Linked DNA regions of Mus musculus: all the other regions are linked to region 1. A link is a contact called in public Hi-C data. All regions are on one chromosome and are shown on one strand. The core of a region is the stretch at or near the end of the contact, and the rest is flanking DNA. Distances in the headings are between cores, read along the strand shown. Region 1 overlaps Arhgef28 (Rho guanine nucleotide exchange factor (GEF) 28). Region 2 has its middle 7.8 kb from the start of Gm41029. Region 3 overlaps Gm34087 (a long non-coding RNA gene).

What was found. Hi-C and Micro-C count contacts between places; a contact is called where the count stands out from the background.
Region 2: a contact with region 1 is called in a Hi-C map of cortical neurons, with 2.4 times the contacts expected there. The contact joins two enhancer-like sites. A contact is called at or near these places in 1 of 39 promoter capture datasets (hippocampal neurons), 1 of 15 datasets of contacts at CTCF or cohesin (the NIH/3T3 cell line), 10 of 484 Hi-C or Micro-C datasets (cerebral cortex, cortical neurons, embryonic stem cells and 4 more), 4 of 115 datasets of contacts at active chromatin or transcription factors (the NIH/3T3 cell line, embryonic basal ganglia, pancreatic cancer cells and 1 more) and 1 of 9 other capture datasets (embryonic stem cells).
Region 3: a Hi-C map of nephron progenitors shows a contact between it and region 1, with 3 times the contacts expected there. The contact joins two enhancer-like sites. A contact is called at or near these places in 1 of 15 datasets of contacts at CTCF or cohesin (the NIH/3T3 cell line), 10 of 484 Hi-C or Micro-C datasets (the C2C12 cell line, adipose-derived mesenchymal stem cells, bone marrow-derived macrophages and 5 more) and 6 of 115 datasets of contacts at active chromatin or transcription factors (the NIH/3T3 cell line, T-cell acute lymphoblastic leukemia, embryonic stem cells and 2 more).

The regions. Positions count from the first base shown.
Region 1 is chr13:97,909,217-97,913,107 of GRCm38.p6, reverse strand. The region is part of intron 35 of Arhgef28 (Rho guanine nucleotide exchange factor (GEF) 28); the gene reads left to right. Among named protein-coding and RNA genes, the nearest start is that of Gm34388, 17 kb to the right of the region's middle. Within about 2 kb of position 1,892, at least 62 of the 459 cell types and tissues checked have an H3K27ac peak or open chromatin away from gene starts, as enhancers often do. A contact at or near this core is called in cerebral cortex, cortical neurons, nephron progenitors and 1 more, where this site is marked.
Region 2 is chr13:97,544,502-97,548,392 of GRCm38.p6, reverse strand. No RefSeq gene overlaps it. Among named protein-coding and RNA genes, the nearest start is that of Gm41029, 7.8 kb to the right of the region's middle. Within about 2 kb of position 2,057, at least 102 of the 459 cell types and tissues checked have an H3K27ac peak or open chromatin away from gene starts, as enhancers often do. A contact at or near this core is called in cerebral cortex, cortical neurons and ventral hippocampal neurons, where this site is marked.
Region 3 is chr13:97,615,655-97,619,545 of GRCm38.p6, reverse strand. It overlaps Gm34087 (a long non-coding RNA gene), which reads left to right. Exons shown (of 5, transcript XR_873831.2): 2 at 2,285-2,339. Among named protein-coding and RNA genes, the nearest start is that of Gm34087, 5.2 kb to the left of the region's middle. Within about 2 kb of position 1,770, at least 39 of the 459 cell types and tissues checked have an H3K27ac peak or open chromatin away from gene starts, as enhancers often do. A contact at or near this core is called in nephron progenitors, where this site is marked.

The DNA.
Region 1 (3,891 bases), core at 643-3,142:
TGATGTGGAACTGTAAAGGAGACTTGATCACTAGGAGTCGCCAAGCCTTACAAAATCTTTTGAAGTTAAAACTTCCCTTCTCTTCTATTGCAGACCCTCTCTTCCTCTTTAGTCCCCCACACTTCATACAAACAGGACACCTTTGCTCGTGACATCTAGCGTTGCCCTGTTACAATGACTGTACACTTCACTGGACTGACCTTCCATGAAAGGCTGTTGACACCATGGTGAACATTTGAGGTTCAGTTCAGACGCCTTCTTCTCCCCCGAAACCTGTCCTGGCCACCACATCAGGAACCTATTCTGTTCTAGAGAGTTTTTGATGCTATGCATCAGAGTGGTGTTCATTAGCCACTGAGCAGGATGGCCCACCTATTGAACTTAGCTGCATTTCTGCCTTGTTATTCTACAAGGGGACCGGCAACTCCATGGCCACAAGCTTGAAGGTCTTCAGCACAGCAGCAGGGAATGTCAGTCCTGAAGGGAGTACCCGAGGCTACCAAACATGACTGAAGGGAGTACCCGAGACTACCAAACATGACTGAAGGGAGTACCCGAGGCTACCAAACATGACTGAAGGGAGTACCCGAGGCTACCAAACATGACTGAAGGGAGTACCCGAGGCTACCAAACATGACTTCTGCTCTTGTCTTTCACTAATAAGGAGTAAAATCATCTGGCCAGATGGGTGTTGTTTCTTGAATAGAATTGTTTGTCAAAGAAACAGATCTGTGTCAAAAGAGGAACTTACTAGACAACCTTGGTCATCTTTATCACCTAGATAAGCAAAGGCTGCTAGGTGGCTTTCCTTCAGCTCTGGTCTGGGGTCACAGGTCAGGAAATACAAATATCAACAGGTACATAGCTCCATTTTCTGTGCTTATTTACAAGACAGCCTTAAGTCAGCTCTCTTGAGAGAGATGTTTCCAAAGAGATAATCATTTTCATTCATATTCATATTCTCTCTCTCTCTTTCTTCCCTCATCCCCATGTGAAGTTTAATCTTTAACTTCACAGTAGTTCTGCTTCGTTCCCCACAGTGTTGGGATTACAGGTATGCCCCACAACACCTGGCTTGCTTTTGATTGCTGTTTCAATCATTTAAAAGAAAAAAAAATCTTAATGTTTCCCTCTTTCCTATAAACTTCCTACTTTTGTAATTATGTAATTCCTAAAGTATTTTCATTTTAATGTTTAAAAATGTAGTAATCTTTGCTATGATAACAAGCTTGGAGAGAACCAAGGTATGAGACCTTGTTCAAACCATACACACTTGCTGTGTATTACAATTACACCGTGCTTTTTAAATTATAATCTTTTTGAGAGACATAAACTCAAGGCTGTAATTAGAAGTGATACTTCAGGATTTGGCTTCTTAGCAAATGTCATTTTAAACAAATGAGAATTACCAAGTTAATGTTTCTCATTAAAAACTATGGAGCAAAAAACAAAACAAAACCCTATATTGCACAATAGAAAGCCAATTTTTCAAAAAAGGATGGGCCTGCAAATTCTTCAACATCCGTCATTTTGTAATTAATCAAGAGGGGAAAACCCTCATTCATAGGCACTGAAAACAAAGAATTGGATTTCATTTTTAAAAATCTGGTAATAGCATAATTACGAAGTAGCAGGTAGAACTAATTAGCATGGGTGTGTTTGACTAAATTGCTTGCCTTCTTCTGGATTAAAGGGAAAGGCCAAGTCTGGGATGCTGGAGAGTTTTAGCAGCTGCTTTCCCCTCTACTGAACCAGCAAGCAGTAAACGCAGCATTAAAATTCCTAGGTTGACTTCCTGCCTTATTCAGCTGGCAGAGGAATGATTCTTCTCTCAGCAAAATGAGAAGCGTAACTCTTTCAGCGTGGGTAGTGTCAAGCTGCTGGCGGTTTCCAGACCGCCTGCTCTGTTGTTGTTGTGCTTAGAAACTCCCAGGAGCCGCAGAAAGATCCGGTACCATGCGGATACCGCCTGTAGCTGTGTGGTACTTCATCCTTGACTTCTCTTTCCCTCCTCCCAGTCATGCCAGGGTTTGACTGCTCTGTGTTATTTAGGATGAACACACCCCTTGTCTACCTGGATATGTCACAAACGGTTTCAAACAGACCCAAAATTAACAGAGGAGTGTAGGAATTCCTCACATACCATCACCACATTTCGGCTCGCCATGTTTCATTCAGATTCCCACCTCCGTCAATTCTGTATTTAAAGTAAATTGTAAACATTTCCATACGTATATATTAAGCCCTGAACATTTCAATAAATGTCTCTACTAGATAAGGCACTTTAAAAAAATACATTTTATTTTATTCGCCTAGTGATGGTTATTTGCACATATGATTGCTGCAAATAAAATATACCGTAGAACTATTTTCAATTTATAACAAATGCTTTAAGTGTGGATTAAATAAGTTTAACATAGTGTCTTTAAGATGCACATTCATACCTCAGAGTAACTTCTGAAAACCAAATATAAACACCAGTTACAAAATCTAATCTAGAATTGCTTCATATAGCTTGAACAATTAAAATACAGCATCACAGGCCTTTATATTTCAGATATTCACCACACGATCTTCCCCTAAAGGAATCTCTGATGTCAATGTTTTTTTTAACACCATCACCACACCTAGGGGAAAAAAATTGACAGGAATTCCATATCAATGTGTGACAGCTGTACGATTAATTTTCCAGTAGTTTCACAAATATCATGTGTGCGTTTTTCCAGTTATTAAAAATAAGCTACTGAGGTAAACACTACTTTGCAACAGCAGGTTCCTTCCTGTGTGTTTAATGCATTCATTACTATAGAAGGTTTAGTCATGAGGACCGGAAATGTAGAGAATGGAAAGGCTAGCCACGCGGTGAGCGCTTAGCACCGGTTGGCCACGTTTGCTTCAGGTCGCTGCGTTTTCTTCCCAGGGAATGGTGACTTACAAAGAAGGCTGTTTGTCCTCCTGTGACTCTCAGTTTCTTCTTCAGAGCTGACTAACACCCGAGCTATTGTGAATATCATCTCTACATGCTGTTTTCACTCTCTTCCCTAGGCAGGGATGTGCATCCATATCCCATATGTCAAACACATTTTTTTTTTTTTTATTCTTGTAAGTAAACATTTCAGAATCAGTTCCATAGTTAGGATTCCTTACAATGTTTTCGAACCTGTTTGTGTGACTATTACATACAGGTCTTTCTATAGCCGGCTTTTCTGCTTCAGTGTATGCATTTATGCATGTGTGTGATACATACTCTTCCAACCTATGAAGGCCAGTGCATTCCTTGCCTTATGCAAGAGGAAGCTGCATAGTTCTTATGCTTTTCCATTACAAATTATGACCAGTAAGCACTCAGGCCTTGTGCACATGAATGAGAATTTATTTAGAATATAACATTCAGGAGTGGAAAGGGGTCCTTAGCTTTGCAGGACTGTTTTTGGTTTGTTTTGGTTTGTTTTCTAAGGCTGTGTAGTGAACCATTGCTACTGGTGCCTTCGACTCCTGGTACGTCTGGTCCTCTTCAGGGCTTAGCATCATTAGGATACTGTGGTTCTGCAGGCATAACACATAAATAACACTGGGGGGATGTTCTTTCCATGTTTGATCATCACTGAGAGATGGTACCCTTGCATGGTCAGTAGCTTTTCACGTTCTACCTCCTGAGACTTCAGTGTTTATGCCATTGCTGCTTTTTAACTCCTATGTTCTAGAATTCCTAAAGATCCACTCTTAGGAATTCCTTTCAAACTGACTCACTACAGTTTCTCAGAGAAATAGCTTTCAAAGAAAATCTTTTTACAGTTATATGCAGACACTTTTAAGATCAGAAAGAGACCATTCTCTTTCTCCCTCCCTCTTCTTTCTTTTCTTTCACTCTGTCTGTCTGTCTGCCTATCT
Region 2 (3,891 bases), core at 808-3,307, 360 kb after region 1:
TCAAAAAAGTTGAAAGTCTACAGGCTTCCCAGAAATTCAAAGGTAAGAACCAAGAAGGTAGCTGAAGATTGTTTCCTGACATTGGAAAAATAGTTTTCCTTTTCTTCTTCTTCTTCGTTTTTTTTTCCTTTTTTCTCCCACTGCCCCCCAACCCCCACAGGCAAATCATATTCATGCAGCTGTGCCTTCAGAACAATTAGACACACCTAGACAACCAAAAGGCCATGCCAAGAAACTGTCCCCAGGACAGAGACAGTGAGTGTTCTGACATCCTATGCACCGGTCGGCTTTTTACAATCTGAGGCCCTTCCACGTATGTTTCCCACACATAAAAAAAAAATAATAATGCAAGCATCTGACCCATATGCCAGAGTGTCTTTTTCTCTCTGTTGCTGGCCAGAGCAGCTGGGAAAACATAACCTAGGACTGAGGAACCCTCTGACACATCAGTCCACCGAGGTCCTTGGGACATGGTCAAAAAGATGTCTGGATCTTTAAAAGACACTGATTGTTTAAAGAATGAAATCATTCCTCTGAAACCTTAACTCAGCATCATAATTGGACCCAGAAAGACACTGCGAGAGTCTCACCGAAAAAGACCCGTGTGTGTGTGTGTGTGTGTGTGTGTGTGTGTGTGTGTGTGTGTGTGTGTTGGGGGGTCGTGTATGGAGGCCAAAGATCAACTTTGGATACCCTCCCTCACATGGTCTCCACTATTTGATACAGGGTTTCTCATTAGCCTGGAGTCCCCATGTCATCTAGACCTCATGGCCATTGAGCCCCTAGGAAATCTGTCTGCTCTATTGACCCCGGTACAGGAATCACAAGTATGCACTACCATGTAGCTCTTTAACATGGGTACTAAGAGTCAAACTCAGATATTCAAGCGTGTACCCTACTGACTGAGCGGCTGTCCCAGCCCACCTCCTTTTTTGTTTTGCTTTGACTCCTATTCACAGAAAAGAAAAGCCTGACGCCAGAATAGGGTGATGCTGGTGGGGTACTGGAAGAGGACCCAGATGAGGACTCATGAGTCCTGATGCATACCCAAACTTGATGTTAGCACCTATACAAAAAACAAGGCAGGAAAAGTCTATTATTAAAAGGGCTACTGGGCATGAGGCCATGGGTCAGTCTCCAAGCAAGCCTCTGCTGTTTATCATCCCAGGCCACGAATTAGAAAGTGTGATAAAACCCTTTGTTACCAGGCAGAGAGGCTAGGCAAGGACGGAAATAATCAGTTGCCATCTGGGCCTGTCATGACCTAGGGACTTTGATCCCAATCAGTGTGTTTTCTACAGCTTGTGGTGTCTCCACATAGTAAGGCTCACAAAGATTATGAACTCACCGGTGTTCGTCTCTATTTCATATAAAAGCACAACACAATTCAGTAGCTAACCCCCACTCCCCAGTCCCAGTCAGTTGCTTTGCTTTTGTCTTTTAGACAGTGTCTCGAGATCTAACGGTGGCTGGCATGGGATTCATTATCTAAACTGAAACTCAGGGAGACCGAGCTGCCTCTGCCTCCTGAGTTCTGGGATTAAAGGTGTGTTTCACCACACCCAGACCAACATCGGCCACCCCACCCCACCCTCCCTAGCACCAATCTCACAAGTGCATGGATTTCAAACACTGCCACCACACTTGGTTTTCTTCCTATTTCAAAACAGCGTTTGGGTCAAGCATAGATGAATCAAATCAAAGAAAGAATAATAGTTTCAGGCTAGTTACTCCATGTCCCCAAATGAACAACTAATATTGCTACTGTCTGCAAAAACATGATCTAAACAAATAACAACAGTTTTTTAAAATCCCCACGGTTATCCAGTATGCACACAGAACACATTAGTTTCTGGCAATATCTCCAGGAATTAATTGAGTATAAAATACCATGCAGAAATGGGGGTACTCTAGTGGAAATGAAGAAGGGTAATGGTTTTACAGAATACAGAGTCAAGCCTTACATCTCATGCCCTTCCCTTGGTTCCCTCCCTCCCATGCCTCCTCCTTCCACAGAGACAGCAGGGCACAAGGAGGAAGTTGCCAAGATTTTTAAACAGAGAGCATGATTTACAGATGAATCACGGCCATGTGGCCTACTGCTCTGTCAGAACTCAGGAGGGAGTCGCTCTCGGGTGGTAATGGCCTCATTACGAATGTTATGGAGGCGGCAGTGCGTCTTCTCTGAAAGATAAAGCAGTATTACCCACACTTCACAGGGCAAATTAAATTCCTTTGAGTTATTTACCAACTTGAAGTCGGTGTTGTTCTCTATGAGCAGAAGTTTCAAAGGAAGATTATGCTAATACCTCAACAGAGTGGCTCTCTCGTCTAGCAGGGTGTCTCCTAATAAGATGCCCATCTGCTGCCATACCTTCTGCTTGGCTGGCCGGTTGATCTGATGGCCTTTGGTTTTGTGTGCTCTCTTTGGGAAGAAGAAAGCATTATTGTCAGCTTTAGACCTACCAAACTGTACAAAATCTTGGAATTTCTGGCCCAGATCTTATTAACTGAGTACCTACTATGTGCCTGGCTCTATCTTTAGTCAATCTATATATGATAACCTCATTTGAAGCCAAAAACCATCTCATGAGGTAGAAATAGTCCACACTATATAAGCAGCTATACCACAAAATGAGAATTCCTACCCAGGTCAAGTGATAGTAAATGATAAAAAAATGTGAGCCAGATGTGGTACTGCAGACCCATAATCCCAGTACCCAAAAGGCTGAGGCAAGAGGATAGTAAGACCAATCTGAGCTATAAATCAAGAGTTCATCCAGTGGAATGGGTGAGATGCAGGGGAAAGAAAAGGGGAGACTATGAACCCAGCTTTCCTCAATAGCGTCAGAACCAGGAAGGAGCAGCCATACCGTCTGTGATCTGTAGCCACATAAACTTGTCTTCAAATATGCAAAGTGTGAAGCCAGCATCTGCTCAGGATGCTCACAGAGCCGTTGTTGTCCTTCCCATCACTGCTCCTCTCAGAAGCCTCCTTTCCTTCTCCGCACATGACAAAACCTACAACTGAACATCAGGTCATATACAATGGCCAGTAGTCAAGGTCCAGTTGGCCTTCTGTATCTGCAGATTCAACCAGCAGTGGATCAAAAATGCACAGAAAAAAAAAATGGCTTGTGCTGGCCGTGTTCAGACTCTATTATTCCCTAAGTTATGCAGCAGTTATTTACATAACCTTTATGTTGTACTTGGTTTTATATGTAATCTAGATGTGATTTACAGTGTGTGAGAGGGAATATATGGATGATATGCAAATGCTAGATCATATACTCACCTAAAGCACCTGAGCGTTTTGGTATCTGCAGGGGTCCTAGAACCAATCCTAAACCCATTACTAAAGAATGACTGCTGTCTTAGTTAGGGTTTCTATCACTGTGGTAAAACACCACGGCCAAAAGGAATTAGCGGAGTTCATTTCAGCTTACAGCTCTACATCACAGTCTATCACCTAAGGAACTCAGGGCAGGAATGAAAGGCAGGAACCTGTGGGCAGGAACTGATGCAGAGGTCACGGAGGATTGCTGCTTACTACCTTATTACACTTAGCCAGCTTTCTCACCACAACTCAGGACCACTTGCCCAGGGATGGCACCACTCATAGAGCTGGTCTACCTACATCAATCAATTAAGGAAATGCCCCACAGGCTTGCCCACAGGCCTTTTCTCAGCTGAGGTTCTCTCTTCCCAAATGACTCTATATTATATCAAGTTGACAAAAGAGGAGGAGGAGAAGGAAGAGGAGGAGGAGGAGGAGGAGGAGGAGGAGGAGGAGGAGGAGGAGGAGGAGGAGGAGGAAGAAGAGGAGGAGGAGGAAACAAAAAAATAATCCTAGCCAGAACATCTAATGTTTAACAAGCAAGTCAACTGCCC
Region 3 (3,891 bases), core at 521-3,020, 290 kb after region 1:
TCAGCCCATTGTCTTGGCTGAAAGCCCTCCTTTGCTAGTAAGGGACAACAGATCTGGGTTTCAGATCTAGATATGCTACATCTGAAATTATGCATAATGGTTTCTTTTGTTACAGCACATTTCTTCCAGAACCACTCTATAAACCACCCTTATCCAAAGTGAGTTCCAACAAATGGGAGATAGAGGCAAGCTTGCAGAATTACTAGCTGCAAAGTCACTGTCTGATAAAGCTACACACTGGAGAAGGTTTGCAAAAATGGAGCGAAGCCCTGAGGTGCTGGGATATCCAGGGCCTGCTCCCGACCACCTGAACTCCTCTCTGGAGTCAGATCGACCCTCACAGAACCCCCCCTGTGTGTAGAGGGGTCTGGTCCCACTTGGCACGTCCCACGCTGTTCTCGGCCATTGCAGGAAGGAAGGGCAGACACTCTTCATTTCCATGTCTTCTTATGCTCACACCCACCTGCCTGCTCCCACGCCCAATGTGAGGCCAGCAAGCCAATGCTGAGAACACGAGTCTTTAGATCAAGAAGGGAGTTGTGGAAACTAGCATGTTTTGAGAGGTTGGCAGAAGAACTAAGGAGGACCCTAAGTGCTCCAAGAAAAAGAGAACTTTTGACTCCACACTGCTGTGAGCCTCAGATAGGTTGCCATGTTTGTTTTATGCAGACCTTCCACGCACCAGCCATTGCTTTCCTATGTTCTCCTTTCCCCTAATGCTAACTGCTACTATGCAAGTGTTGAGTATTGATTGACTATTGACTATACTCTAACAAGTTAGTTAACTGACTCGCCTGGAAAATGGAGTGTTTGGTTGGCTAAGTTTCCTGTTTTGAAATAATACAGGTTAGAACCTTCCTTTGAAGTTCTTTTTTATGCATGTGTAGATAGGCTGGTTAGCTTAACAAGCACGTGTCAAGTACAAAATTGTCAGAGCAGGGACAAGGACACAAGCTTGAGTCCTCACCAAGTTCCCACATCTTGCTGCCTGTGTGATCTCAGGGCAGTTACCTAACCCTTGAACCTCAGTTCCACCATCTGGAGATTGGGCGTAATAAACCCCACTATCTGGTACTGTTGTGAGGATGATATGCGATCATGGATGAGAAGTCCTTGGCACAGGTCCCATTGGGGAGCTCGCACTTCACAACTCGCTCCCATTATTGCTATTAACATTGTGAAACTGAAACTGTCTTGGGCTCTCACGGCATGACAGATCCAGGATGGACTCACAGCAACCCACGGCCCAAGTCATTTGGCAAAGGTGTGGCTGGAAAGAGAAAGCAATTATTGGCTTGTGGTTTTGCCCAAGAGAAAACAGATAAATACAAACTGGGGCCTGGGCACCTGGGCTGTTGGTTGCGCTGTGTTTGAGTCTGTGCCCTGATGTGGCTGTGGTTATTCGTGGACAGAGAATTCCTTGTCCCTATCAGATATACATACTCGAGAGGTTCAATTTAAGAGCCACCCACTCTCTGGACTGGCTGTTGTAATCCAACAGCTGGAGCCAAGATTGTCTTTCTGAGTGATTATATCCTGGGAGGGAGAATCATGGCCCGGAGTCCAGCTAAGGAGATTTAGAGACCCTTGTCATCTAGAGAATTCCAGCTAATGAACCCTCATGCAGCAGGAAGTAATTTCGGTAGACATTCATTCTTTAGAAACGCCACCCCCTCGCCTGGCCTCTGCAGGCCACCCTCTAGAGCCCCTCTCTGGTTTCCCACACACAGTGTTTCTTCCTCTGGGCACCACTTCTCAGGAGACTGGGGGTGGGGTTGGGGGGAGAGACTGGTCTTCCAAGGTTACCGAACTTATCTCTTTTCCCTCGCTATGCAAACAACTGTGTGAAGGCCACCCAGATTCTGCAATTAAAAACTCACAGACAAGGGTACAGGCCAAGGCTGTTTCATATTCTGCCAAGCCAGGGCTCAAGTTGCCTCTGTGGGAGAACGCCCCAGCCATTAGGAACCAAGCCTGCCTGGCCCGGGAACTAGACACTAAGGTCCTCGTCACTTCTCTCGCCTCTGAGCAGTGCTCTGGACCCAGGCAGTGTCTGCTTGAGAAGCACAAGTGGAAAGAGCTTTGGCATTAACAACAGAGACCTACACAGAAAAACCCAATGGCTGTGGTTCTCAGGATACCGCCTGGACCAGTAGCCACCATATTACCTGGGAAACTGTTAGAAGTACAAACACTTGGTGCTCACCCCTCTTCTACCTACTGATTCAGAAACTCTGAGAAGAGATGCAGCAAGCTTCTAAAATCCTTCTTGTTTTTAAACCAGGTGCTGAAAAACTCTGAGAAGTGCTGGTAGTAGAGATGAAGGGAACCATTACAAGGTCAGATTTTAAGAGAACCTAAGATATGTTAATCAGGCATGCTTGTCTCCATTTGTCTCCTGATGTCTGCCTCATGACCTCAGAAAGGAAGGGCAAAACCAGGCATGGTGGCACATGCCTTTAATCTCAGCATTTGGGAGGCAGAGGCAGGTGGAACCCTGTGAGTTCAAAGCCAACCTGGTTGGTGTTCAAGAAAGAATCCCAGGACAGTCAAGAGTTACACAGTGAGATCTAGTGAGACCCTGTCCTCTGGAGTTGAGGAGAGAAGGGGGAGGAGGAGGAGGAGGGGGAGGGGGAGGGGGAGGGGGAGGGGGAGGGAGGAGAGGGTAAGGGAAAGAAGAGGAAAGAGAAGAAGAAGAGGAGGAGGAAAGCGAAGAAGAGGGAGCTGGTGAGATGGCTCAGTGGGTAAGAGCACCCGACTGCTCTTCCCAAGGTCTGGAGTTCAAATCCCAGCAACCACATGGTGGCTCACAACCATCTGTAACAAGATCTGATGCCCTCTTCTGGAGTGTCTGAAGACAGCTACAGTGTATTTACATATAATAAATAAATAAATCTTTTAAAAAAAAAGAGAATAAGAGGAGGAAGTGGGGGAGAGGGAGGGGAAAGGAAGGGAAGGGAAATGAAAGTGTAGAGGTACGCTGAAGGCTAGACAGAATAAATATTCAAGAGAAACATACCTAGGCCTATATGAATGATATATAGAACATACTCATCTGTCCTTCTATTAATTTTATCAATCCATTTAAAACGTTTCTATTATTTATCCTCTAAAAAGCCATCTTCATGTACTGGATTCTGACAAATGAGGATGATCTGAGAAAGCCAGGCATAGAGAGGGAAACAGAAGGATTTTCAGTACTGATGGTTGGAACTGGACCTCACCAGGTCTCCATGAGAGAACCAAACAAGGTGAGCTGCGTAAGGTGGGAGTGAGAAGTAGCGAAAGAGAGAAGAGAGGGAAGGGCGAGCCTGTCCATATTCACCCCACCATCTGGAGGGCTAGGAGCAAAAGGTCAAGGGAAGACACTTACACCATGAAACAAAACAAGAAAATGGAACAAGGTCTATTAAAGTCTATTAAGCTGTAAGACAGTCTCCAACTTTGATGAGTAAATTTGTTTAGCAACTTGGAAAGCCATAGTTGGAAAATTCAGTATTCCTGGACTCCTCAGAATTCTAGAGTGCCAAGAGGCAAGAGAAGAGGCCAGTTGTTCTAGTCTGGCCCATGGTCTACTCCTTTCTTCTAGCTAACTTGGTCCCACCATGAGGGGCTCTACTCACATGCGTGGATAAGCCATTCCAGAGTTAGCTGTATCCACGACACTTAGGAACAGTCCCCCTGCTCTACTGCTCAGCCCTACAAAGGACACACAAGAAGCTAGAGCCACAGGCAGGTGTTAGACGTAGACTATTTGAGGCAGGGAATCTTGGAGTCTTGGCTTTTTGGAGTATGGTGTTGTGGGAGAGCTGAACCTAACTGGTCATATTTGGGGTCTGTGGAACATTCAGCCCATGGGGAAAACATAACGATGAGCAAGACTTTAGAAAT